Regions from separate parts of the Mus musculus genome. Here region 2 is linked to region 1. Evidence: chromatin contacts called from public Hi-C data. All regions are on one chromosome and are shown on one strand. Each heading gives the region's core, a stretch centred on a gene start, on an enhancer-like site or on the middle of the called end of the contact. The rest is flanking DNA. Distances are from core to core; before and after follow the strand shown. Region 1 overlaps Camta1 (calmodulin binding transcription activator 1). Region 2 overlaps Camta1 (calmodulin binding transcription activator 1).

Region 1 (6,232 bases), core at 2,289-4,788:
ATATCCAAGCATGTGCCATTTCTAGTGGGACCCGTGTGCCCTCCTGGAGTTGCTGAAGGTCACTGTCTGCTGAGCAGCAGAGGCTGGCTGCTGACTCTCTCAGCCAGTCATTCCTTCTGCTTAGGGGCCCAGGCATGGGGATATAGAGGACATGTCATACCAACTCCTTAGTCACAAGATGCCCCAGGGGTCCATCCCTGCCTGGATCTAGGCCCACAGAGATTTTCCTTATCTTCTGGGCCTCAAGAGGGACACTGCTTCAACAAGTCGGGTCACATGAAAATCTACATGAAATGGAGAAATTCAGGGCAATTCTGACTTCCCAAAGGATTAGCCATCAGGTCCCCAAGTGAGTCTCTCTGAATCTTTGCCCACAGGACTGGTTTGTCCATGTCCCCTAAACCTGGCATGTTGCCCAACTCTTACATTGATGTCCAAAGAGCAAATTTCTCTAGACTCCCAAACCTGGCATTATGTTCTCTGGGAACCGGTTTGTACATTCTCGATGCACGAGAGTTGTCAAAGTAATTCCAGACCCTGGCAGCCTTTTCCCTCCCCACACAGTGATGCCCTGAAAGATATCTTGGATGTGGATATATATGGATCCCTCTGGAAAGTACTATACAGTTCACTCTCTGCATTCTGGAATTAGAAGAAGTTCGGCCTCTGGAAATGGGGCACAGAGACAAGAGGATAGACCACCCCAAACTTGTCCTATTTCCTCTGTGCACGGGAGCCATAGAGTCTGGCAACTACCGTGGGGAGAGTCCCCAAGGCCTGGGAAGCCTTGGGTGGCAGTAGGAGGCACTGGCTGTGTCAGGGCTGAGCATGGGTGGCCACCGAGGAGGAAGGAAAGGAGAACATGTAGGTTCCAAGATCCATTGTTTGAATGAAATCAAGGAAACTGAGGCCCAGAGGTCACATAGGGAGCCAAGGTGACATGTGTGTGTACCTTTTACACGGGTGGCTTCATACAAGTTTTAAAAACAGACCCTCTGCAAGACAAGACTTGCAAGACCCGCTCACAGGTAGAGTAGCTAAGGGTCCCCTACTCAACATGTCCAAGGTCAAGGACTGGGCAACAGAGGAGCAACGAGGGACATCATCGGGACAATCACCAGTGTTCAGTTCCACAGGGCAGCATCCTACCAGATTGCCATGCCCCCCGAGGATGGTATTGCTCAGGCTCAGGAGCCATAGCACACGTTCAGATTCCTGTAAGGTTTCTGTGGGAGAGGGCCTGCAGGGGGCTGTTCAGGGCAGCAGGAGACTGTTGCGGAAGGACAAATCCAGAGGACAGGGGCCATGCCTGGCAGGGAGTCTTGGGCCAGACAGCTCTTCCCTTGTCACTGTCCTCTGCCAGAGAGAAGGCTCTCCAGGATCTTCTGGGATCCAAAAGGAAGAATGCCACCCATAGAAGATATTTTTGGCCAGGTTGACCATAGCCCATGGAGACAGAGAGTGGAACTGGCCCTGTTCATAACAGGGAAGTGGGGGTCGCTTTGGGACAAGCATTTTCCTTACCATGGCTCCCCAAACCCACTCCTGCCTTGTCTTCTCCAAATCTCTAGCCCATCTGTCTGATCTGGGCTCTGCCTGATGCCCTTCCTGTGTCAGCGAGAAGGCCCTGTCCCATGGTCCTTTGGAGAACTGGCTGACTGACTTCTGATTCAGAGTACTTAAGCAGCACGGAGGGCCCCTCGCTCACTTGGAGGCTTGCTTGCATTGACATCTGTCTTCCTCGGAGAAGCAGGCAGGACACTGTCAACTTGCAGGAAAAGCCAGAGAAGGGAGGATGTGTACTCCGCAGAGGGCCTGAGTGGGGAGTCCGTCTACACCAGGGTGGAGGGAGGCTCAGGGAAGAGCTCCAAGCCTTCTGTGCTCACACACCTTTCCAGCAGATTTCCAAGAAAGATGGATTGTGAGTGGCACTCAAGAGCACCCAGAATTCCCCAGAGATGACAAGAGGTCTAGACCAGTCTTGAAGAGATGACTGTTCTGGACTCCTATCCCTGCTTAGCAGAGAGGCGCCCACATGGCCACGACTCTGCAAGGTGTGTCCTTCTGGAGTCAAAGTTCACATGGTGCTGGGAGTACAGGGAGTGTGATTGTATGTATATACCATGTGTGTACATGCACACTTATGCATACACATATATGTTGTGCATGCATGCGTACACACATGTGCTTGTGTGTATATGTGATAAGTATACACATGTAATAATTTACTATATATGTACAATGTATGCATGCATGTCAGGTATGTTGTATATATACATGTTTATACTGTGTATGTGTATATATATATTATATGTATGTACACATGTCCATATTATAATACATGTATCATGTTGTGTATGTGCATGCACACACAACATTGCTGTCCAAAGCATCTAGTTTACTAGCACTGCGCTATGTCATGGCCATGCTAAGTGCTCTGTGTGTTAAGGCCTCTCCTCTAACAATAACTAACTTTGTATCTCCACTGACCACACCAAGAAACTAGGGTACTTTTTCAAAGTTAAGCTACTTTTCCAAAGAAATAAGGGTAGAGTTGGGTTTCTCGTCTGTGCTTGGGCACGCTGGGAAGGCCAGCAGGAAGCCCTTCCTCCTGCTCCTGTCTCTGGGAGCTCTCCCAAGGGCATCCCGGGAGGTTGGGCTTGGCCACAGCTCCTTCCCTGCAGGAGCTGGAGGGGTAAAGAGGGAATGGGACCAACCAAAGGGGGGGAAGACCTGGCTCAGTGAGGGAAACCCCCACAGTGGCATTGCCACGACCCCTGCTAAAGGTCAACTGTAGTCATCCAAGGCATAGCGAGGAGGAGACTGAAGGCTGGAGCTGACGGGCGGGGGCCTGGCATCACCCTGGCATTGTAAGCCAAGGCCTTAGGTCTAGGGATGACACTGAACCTCAGATCTCCACCCCCAGATCCCTGCGTGGTGCTGGGCTGCCATTCCCATGGAGATTCAAGACAGATTCTGCCTTTCATCTACCAAGGTACAAGTGTCACTAGTCACAACCAGATGTGGAGAGGCTCAAACAAGCCTTCAGACACCAGACATAACCTCCAGTCTGGGCCGACACTGTGGTGTGCTATTGCCAGCCTGCCATGGCACCCCTGGCTTTCAGGAGCTGCCTGCTAGGGTCCACTGGGAGCTCCCAGTCAGCAGCATGGAAACTGGGAACCCCCAGACCAGGCATCCGTTTTCACTTTCTTCTAGAGGTCTGCTAGCTGGCTACTTGCCAGCACCACCCTGCTGGGCAGGACAAAATCTGGCCATCTTTCCATATACCTCCCCAGCAGAAGGGCAGGCGCCTAGCTCCCAAAAAGAGCCTTCATCCCAAACAGCAGCTGAACTCGAGCATCCTTTCTGGAGCCGGGGAAGCTCCGTGTGTTGCTGGCAGCGGATCCTTTATCTGATTAAGCCCGACTCGGGCTAATGTTGTGAGGTTGTATTCTCTGATCAGACACCAGCGGCTGGCAGCTGAGCCGCATGCTGGGGCGTCCTGGGAAGCTAGCCCAGAATGTTAGAAATTCTGTGACTCACACACAGTCTGTGTGGAGAGGGGCAGTCCAGAAAGACGCCTGGCTTAGCGTTGCGGATGCAGGGCTTCAGCCCAGCTCTTCTGCCAAGTCATGGGCATTCCCAGATAAGTGGGGACCTCTCTGGGTGATCGCTTTCCTCTGTAAAACGAGGCTCTGGGCAGCTGGTTTCTACCCCCTACCCCGGTACTGCCAATGGTGCTGAAATCTTCCCAGATAAAAAGGGGCCACCTGCATGGCCTGAGGTGTGTTTGTGTAGTGTGGACTGAAGGACGTGACTCGGCGTGGCCACTCCACGTGAGGTCCAGAGCCTCAGAGGATCCCAGCAGTGGTCAGTCCTGTAAAAGGCCATATCTGCCCAAGGGGACTGGACTCTCTCTCTCTGCTGCAGCCTTGACCCTAGGCTGTTGCATGACTTCATTTTCAGGGTGATGGCTTTGGTGGAAGGGGTGCCTGCTTGGAACCCACTCCCACATTAAGATAGCTGCTTCTAGGAAGCAGGCCATGGTAGGGTGTCACAGAGCCAGAGTAGTGGCAGCACATGGGACTCCTGTCTTGTCAGGAGGCTTGGGTATGGGTATCTCCTTATCCTCCTGGACCAGTGGCAGTGGCTGCTATGACATGTCTGAGAGGCAGCTGCCATGAGGATGCTGTGACAAGATATGCTGACGTTATCAGGTTTAGTGTGAGATACCAAGACACAGGAAGGGCAAGGCCAGGTGAGTGGGCAAGAAAGGTAAGTGGGCAGGCCAGGTGGGGCAGGCCAGTTGGTTGTCATGCCAGGTGGGTGGACAGGCCAGGTGGGTGGGCAGGTCAGATGAATGGGCAGGCCAGGTGGGTGGGCAGGTCAGGTAGGTGGGGAAGCCAGGTGAGTGGGCAGGTCAGGTGAGTGGGCAGGCCAGGTGGGTGGACAGGTCAGATGAGTGGGCAGGCCAGGTGGGTGGGGAGGTCAGGTGGGTGGGGAAGCCAGATGAGTGGGCAGGTCAGGTGAGTGGGCAGGCCAGGTGGGTGGACAGGTCAGATGAGTGGGCAGGCCAGGTGGGTGGGCAGGCCGGGTGGGGCAGACCAGTTGGTTGTCATGCCAGGTGGGTGGGCAGGCCAGGTGGGTGGGCAGGTCAGGTGGGTGGGTAAGCCAGGTGAGTGGGCAGGTCAGGTGAGTGGGCAGGCCAGGTGGGTGGGCAGGTCAGATGAGTGGGCAGGCCAGGTGGGTGGGCAGACCAGGTGGGTGGCCAGGCCACATGGATGGTAGCTGAACAATGATGGCCGATTTTCACAAACTTGGTTTCTTAGAAGGTGCTAGATAGGGGCCTGACCTGCTCCTAGGCTAGCTGGGCAGCTCTGAGGACACTCCTACAGTTATCTGGAAGGACACATGGAGAAAAGGAACCCTAGCCTGGTAAGGGCATCAGCTGTGAATGTGGGAAACAATCTGGTAGGAGCAGAATGAGAACTGTTGGAGACCATCACAGAGGAAAGGATTTGGGATGCAGGCTCCCTGGGGCCAAGCTGAGGGTGATGGCCCAGAGCTCTCAAGATGACAGCAACTAAGGTTACCACCTGCAGCTTGCCTGTGTCTCAGCTGCGCTGTCTCTTTGAACCCTTCTGACTGAAATGCACCATCCTATAGAGAAACAGAGCCCAGGTCTGGAGTTAATCAGCCTGAAGTGACACAGCCTTGTGTGCTTTCAGAAGTAGGATCAGGGTCTATCTCAGAGTGGCAGCTTCCTGTCTTTGAGAGGAGCCAGAGATCTCAGCTCCTAGGGTGCATTCTGGTTACCCGTTTTCCCTGAACCCTTTTAAGGAGTTGCTCATGTTCCCATAAAACTCTGGGAGCTGTGGGGCTTGGGGACCCTATCGACCTTGTACCATCACCTGGGTGAGCTGGTACCAGCTCGGAGCACAATCTGCAGTCTGTAGGCAGCTGTTCTATCTCCTTTGTTTGCCTAGGAGTGAATGCTGGGGTCTGAAGCTTGTCAGCTCAGCACTTGGGTGCAATTACTACCTACCCGGGCGGGGCAGAGTTAGCTTTTAGTGGAGCAAGATAGGATTCTTTCTGGCCTGTATACCCAAGGGTCAGGGATGGAGTGACAGCTAGGTCCTCTGCTCCCATTGCGGTAGGGTCAGGTGATATTTTGAGTGTGCAGGACAGGGTGAAGCCCATTCCAGGGGTTGCTTCTAGGTGGTGCTGCTGTCTTCAGGCCTTGTCTTTTGTCTCTTGTACAGCTGAGATGCCCTAAACTTGCCAGGAGACCAATAAGGACATATGGTCTTTGTCTTCTAGCCCTATGCCACATATAGCAAGATGCAGGCTCTCACCAACCTTCAGGGAATTGGGGCTGAACACTATTAGCAGCTGATGTAGGGACAGTTCCCAGAGCTAAACTGAAGTCTCTCCCAGCCTCCTACCCTTTAGCCAGGCTGCTGTATCCATGGGGACTTCATTGGGTTGGCTCAGTCTCCTGACTTGGAATTCTGAAGCCCTCTGGAGCTATTGAAGGTGCCCTCCCTGATGGCCAGCCTGGGATCAGAGTTTGGGATAGAGGACATGCTCAATTTATAGTCACATAGGGCACAGAACATTGTGCTCCCAGAACCATTAATCTTAGCACTCAGATCGGGGGGTGGGGTGGGGGGGACAGATCACAGTTGAGCCCCAGAGCCACACCCCAGCAGTAAGAGGCTCAGTCAAA
Region 2 (5,508 bases), core at 2,918-5,417, 140 kb after region 1:
GGGTGCTGCTTACTAGCTTGCTCCCCATGGTTTACTCAACCTTCTAGTAGAACGAACAACCACCAGCCCAGAGACAGCAGCACCCACAGAGGGCTGGGCCCTCCCCATCAATGACTAATTGAGGAAGGGCCCTACAGGATTGCCTGGAGCCCAATGTCATGGAGGCATTTTCTCAGTCGAGACTCCCTCCTCTCTGATGACTCAAGCTTATGTCAAGCTAAAACTAGTCAGCACAGCTACATAGCAGGAAACCATTATAGCCAAACAGAAACCTGAGAGATGTATAGCATAATTCCATTTTATAACAATGTGTGTGTGGGTATGTGTTTATGAATGCGTGTGTATATGTCTATAAACAGGAGTGTGTGTGTGTGTGTGTGTGTGTGTGAGGGGGGGGGAGGGAGTGTTAGTTAGTTAGACAGGGGGTATTTTCACTCCATAATCTTTTATTCTGCATACATTTTGACAATATGTTGTCTTACACAAAATGAAGCTATTTCCCCTTGGGGACAGCTCTTCATCTCTTAAGTTCAAACTGTAGCATGCTGGAGCTCCACTCTGCAACAGGGAGAGCGTACTCTGTTCCCCTTAAAGCCAGGAGCTAACAAGAAGGAAGAAATCCAGTGCTCAGTGTAAGAGCTTTGCAAATGGTGACTCCTAACATGATACTCCCAGTGACACAGAGGTCACAGGTGTGTCCAAGGCCATCCTTGTACCCATAGCACTTGAACACCCTTCCCCTCTGGCCCTCATCCTAGGACACCGTCACCCTCTGGCATGTGTCCTACTCCAGGACTGGCCCTACAGATGGAAAACCTCTTTCAGTTGTGCAGTTACGATCCAGTGCGAGGCTGAGATGGGGGGATCTAGCAGGGCAGGCTTAATAAGTCCACAGGAATGATTCACAGGAGAGGAACCAAGCCCCAACACCTGGGAGAGGCTCCCCAAAGACCCTCCTTGAGGGGAAGGCACCTTATGAGGAGCCCTGGCATAGAAGCACAACAGGGGCTCTAACTTGGAAACAGATGATGCCCCCCACCTCCTTCCAATCTGTAGCATATGCCTGAGAAAATATAAATCTCATAACTGCAGATATTATAGGTGCATATTTCATTACCATCAGCATCGCATATTTATAATTTAGTGATGTGTAAAAATTTATAAAGGCACAACTAGTGGTTGGTTAATGACAGCTGGCGTGGCAGCGTGTGCTTAGAGGATCTTTCATGTCACCCGACGTCTGGCCTGGAACAGAGTGCCACATGCATAAAACAGGTGACAGAAAGAGGAGAAACGGACTTGGCTTTACCACAACCGCAGAGCTGGAAGCACAAAGCTTGTTCCCACTGCTGTCAACCAGAGTGAGCTGCTCCAAGTGGGAGAAGGGATGCCCCCGTGGGAGGGGCTTAGCAGCCTGAACCACAGGGGGAGAAGGGACGGCCCCCTGTGGGAGGGGCTTAGCAGCATGAACCAGATGCTAAGGCACCACCCTGCTTCAAAGTGCAAGACTTTCTAACAGAGGCTAACTAAGGCAAGGGACCCTGTTGAAAACATGATCAATGCTGTTGCCATATTGACAAGTACACCATTTTATCATGGGAGCAGAAAACCCATGTCTTTCCCAATGTGAGTCCTAAAATAACTGCCTTTCAAGGGGCGGCATCCTCAGAGTGGTAGTTGCAGAGGAGTCTATACAGACCCTAAAGCCATGGCTCTGGTCTCTCAAGTCTTCAACCCTGTGTGCCAGACGACAGGAGCCTGGCCCAGGGGCCTGGGAAAGCCCACATTCCAACCTGGAGCTCAGCACAGCTTGGCCCTGAGTGAGGCTTGGCAGGTAGAGGCCTCCACTGCAGAAGAGGAGCTAGCCTGGCAGCCCAGAGAGCTCCGAGGCCAAGCTGTCCTTATAAAAACGGACCAGAGAGGAAGGCATCCATTGAGCATATATCCGAGTGTCTTCCACCCACCCCGCCCCTGCCCCCAGAGAGTCCATCATGCCTACCTACCTACCTGTACTGGCTAGTTTTGTGTCAACTTGACACAGCTGGAGTTATCACAGAGAAAGGAGCTTCAGTCAAGGAAATGCCTCCATGAGATCCAACTGTAAGGCATTTTCTCAATTAGTGATCAAGGGGGAAAGGCCCCTTGTGGGTGGGACCATCTCTGGGCTAGTAGTTTTGGGTTCTATAAGAGAGCAGGCTGAGCAAGCCAGGAGAAGCAAGCCAGTAAAGAACATCCCTCCATGGCTTCTGCATCAGCTCCTGCTTTCTGACCTGCTCGAGTTCCAGTCCTGACTTCCTTGGTATGGAAGTGTAAGCTGAATAAACCCTTTCCTCCCCAACTGCTTCTTGGTCATGATGTTTGTGCAGGAATAGAAACCCTGACTAATATACTAACCTCTCTCTCCAAAGAAGTCATGAGGAAACTGGCATTCCTTAGGCTGTCTGTATTATGGGTGACGGAGAGGGACCTTCTTGAAGATGCTACATCGATTCTCGGACACGCACCAGATTCCATATATCATCTGTTGGTCAAGCAGTACCAGAATCTTCCCTTTGCCAGGAGAGACTCCCCCAGACCTCATCTGGGGTGCCCCCATGGTCACCCACAAGACCCCTTAGAGTTCCCAACAGTTTGATAAATATTCATCTGTTTTCACTCAGTACAATTAAAGTGGGTGCATATTTTCAAACTATCACTCTCAGCGAGTCCAATTGCACTACGAATTAAAAAAAAAAAAGAATAATTAAAACCCATGCTTCTCCTAACAACACAGAGCAAGGCAATTGCCAGACACTTTTAATGAGCAGTTTATGTAATTTAAAAAGCCAGCCCCTCTGCAAAGAACACTTCTCATGCCAGGTGTCTTGCTGTACTTTGGTCATGGGGGCCGGCCCCTGCTGTGGGGGCTCCTCTGTGACACCAACTCATATATCTGTGTTCCCAAATAATGGCGTGGAAGGCTCCCTGCAAACGCTCGGGCTGTGGCTCCTATCGGAAGGTGCATTTAACATGGGCTCGCATAAAGAATAGTGGGTAATTGCCGCTTGAATCCAATGTGTGCTGTATCTCATCTATGATACGCAATTTAAAAGCGATATTCTAGCAAGAGGACTTTATGACTTGCTGTCATGATAAATAAAAGTTTATGGCATAATGGAATTAATATTTACTTTGAGTGCAACGCGGTCTAGTCAAATAAAGTTGCTTGGGAATCACTTTGGACCAAGAGAGCATGAACATGTCACCCACCGATGACAGAACCCCAGTCCACTTGTCTCCTCTTACTGTCGGCTAATCGTTCACAATCTTTCGCTGCTTCGGGTCCGATGCTATAAACTATTATTGTAGTTAGAGGTACTGATTTGCTGATGCATTCAATGTCGAAGGGTTCTGTGGGGTTGAGCAGCCAGAGCAGGGTGGACTAGGAGCAAAGGAAGAAGAAAGGAAGGAGAGACCATGTGGCTCCCTCCAGGCCTGGAGGATGGAAGCCAGCTTTAGTCATGTGAGTCTCTGGTGAAGCTGCTTCCAGAAGGGAGCCTGGGAGTCACGGGGCGTGCAGTCTCTAGCTTTATTGTGAAGAGAGTCTTTAAAAGAGAATGCAAACTCAAATGGAAATCACACAGTGGCTGCCTCATTCTAAAGTAAATGCATAACAGACTTTTTTTTTTTTTCTTCATTCCACATTATGATGACTGGAGATACAAGAACAACAGTCAGTCCAAGTCCCAATGATCTTAAGTTCTCTGTAAAGTGAGCGGCGCGGAGGCGTCTGGGAACCCTTCACCACATGGCACCACGGGGTTCCTCCTAAGACCCCAGGATTAAATTCATGTCCATTATTTTCTGTTATTTACCCCCTGTAGAGCCCCCACAATAAAACCAGGGTCTGCCCTGATCCAAAGGAGGCATAAAAGCAAAATGAGAAAATAATAAAGAAGTGTTCGAAGCCAGCAGGATGGGGACATCCTAGGGCCTCCCTCTGCCTGGTCTGAGAACCAGGCTCCTGTTCCATTTTGGAGCAGGGCACTGCTGCTTAAGGCAGCCAGGGAGGAGACGGAGGTGGAGGGCTTTGGTGGAAGATTCCAGGCAAATGAGACCCACCCACACCAGCTGTTGACTCTGGGGAGCTGCAGGCTCCGGGTATTGGAAATAGTTCTGAGTCACACGGTAGCGGGAGGCAAATTGCCCAGACCATAAACAAGTGGGAGAATTCCAGCGAAAGCAGGGATTAGTGGGGCAGGCTGGACCCTCCCCCCCCCCGGCATAGCTCCAACTGAGTCATACATGAAAAGGAAAGGCAAGAGATTGCGGGTGGCTCGGTCTGCGGCGCAGAGGCAAAGATGATTTCAGATGGCGCGGTCTGCGGCTTTCAATCACGTTTTCCAGCATACAGAGTACCTTTTACATAAAGCCAGGAAGCTACTGCTTCATGCAACTGCTGTGCCATGAAGGAGCAGTGCCTTCCCAAGGTACTGCGTATGGAAGTCGTGTTCTTGAAGCTGGAGAAAGGAACCAGTGTGGACAGATTTCCAGGAGGGAGGCTGCCCCAACCGGCCCCCTGTGGGTCACCTCGCAATCCCAACTTTCAGCCAGAAGACATAATTATTATGTCTAAGAGTAGGAAACGTATTTCTCGAGACCTCAGGGGCTTCAGTGGGACCAATAGAAGCTTCAGAATGAAGGAAGGTGGGGAGTTCTGTCACCTGTGAGAGGCCATACCAGGCATCTCTGGGGGAGCCTGAGGCTGGGGTACAGCCTAGCTGCTGCACCAGGCACCATTCTGTCTTGACTCTTATCCTGTGTATCTCAGGAGGAGCCCACCCTTGCCCTCAGCCCCATAGCTCGCCGTCCCCCTCCCAGGACTTCCCAGGGAATTCCTGGTGTTCTTTCCCTGAGAATTCCCATGACTGTAACTGAAGAATCTAACAGGCTTTGTTCATTTCAGTCACAAATCATTTCCACTGGCTTCATTTCAACCCGAAACCCCGAACCACATCCCAAGACACACACGCAACACACACACATGCACATGCCCACTCACACTCATACATGCACGCACGCACACACAGGCAAGCACATGGAGCTGTCCTGTAAGGCACTGCTGCAGGAAATGGGAAGAGCTGTAAAGATTAAATCAAAGAGTCTCAGGCTCCAGCTGCAGTGAGAACTGGTGTAGTACCTGTCTTGCTTTTACGTGCGCGAATGCACGCGCGCGCACACACACACACACACACACACACACACACACTCAGAGAGAGAGAGAGAGAGACAGAGAGACAGAGAGGGACAGAGACAGACAGAGACAGTGAGGGACAGAGGGGGGAAGGATGGAGAGACAGAGACAGAGGCTCCATCTGCAGCAAGGACTGTTGTAGTACCTGCCTTGCCTCTGCAGACAAGCACAGATCTTGGCAAAGCCCCCTGCAGATGTTATTATCAGAGAACACACTTTTCAGGCCCTGGGCCTGTGAGAGAGAAAGCGCAGGGTACGCCCCAGGTTTGCCCAGT

Evidence for each region. Hi-C and Micro-C count contacts between places; a contact is called where the count stands out from the background.
Region 2: a Hi-C map of muscle stem cells shows a contact between it and region 1, with 2.2 times the contacts expected there. The contact joins two enhancer-like sites. A contact is called at or near these places in 3 of 484 Hi-C or Micro-C datasets (cortical neurons, muscle stem cells and myocytes).

The regions. Positions count from the first base shown.
Region 1 is chr4:151,272,038-151,278,269 of GRCm38.p6, forward strand. The region is part of intron 6 of Camta1 (calmodulin binding transcription activator 1); the gene reads right to left. Among named protein-coding and RNA genes, the nearest start is that of Gm45960, 52 kb to the left of the region's middle. Within about 2 kb of position 3,539, at least 53 of the 459 cell types and tissues checked have an H3K27ac peak or open chromatin away from gene starts, as enhancers often do. A contact at or near this core is called in muscle stem cells and myocytes, where this site is marked.
Region 2 is chr4:151,407,679-151,413,186 of GRCm38.p6, forward strand. The region is part of intron 5 of Camta1 (calmodulin binding transcription activator 1); the gene reads right to left. Among named protein-coding and RNA genes, the nearest start is that of Gm30344, 46 kb to the right of the region's middle. Within about 2 kb of position 4,168, at least 76 of the 459 cell types and tissues checked have an H3K27ac peak or open chromatin away from gene starts, as enhancers often do. A contact at or near this core is called in muscle stem cells and myocytes, where this site is marked.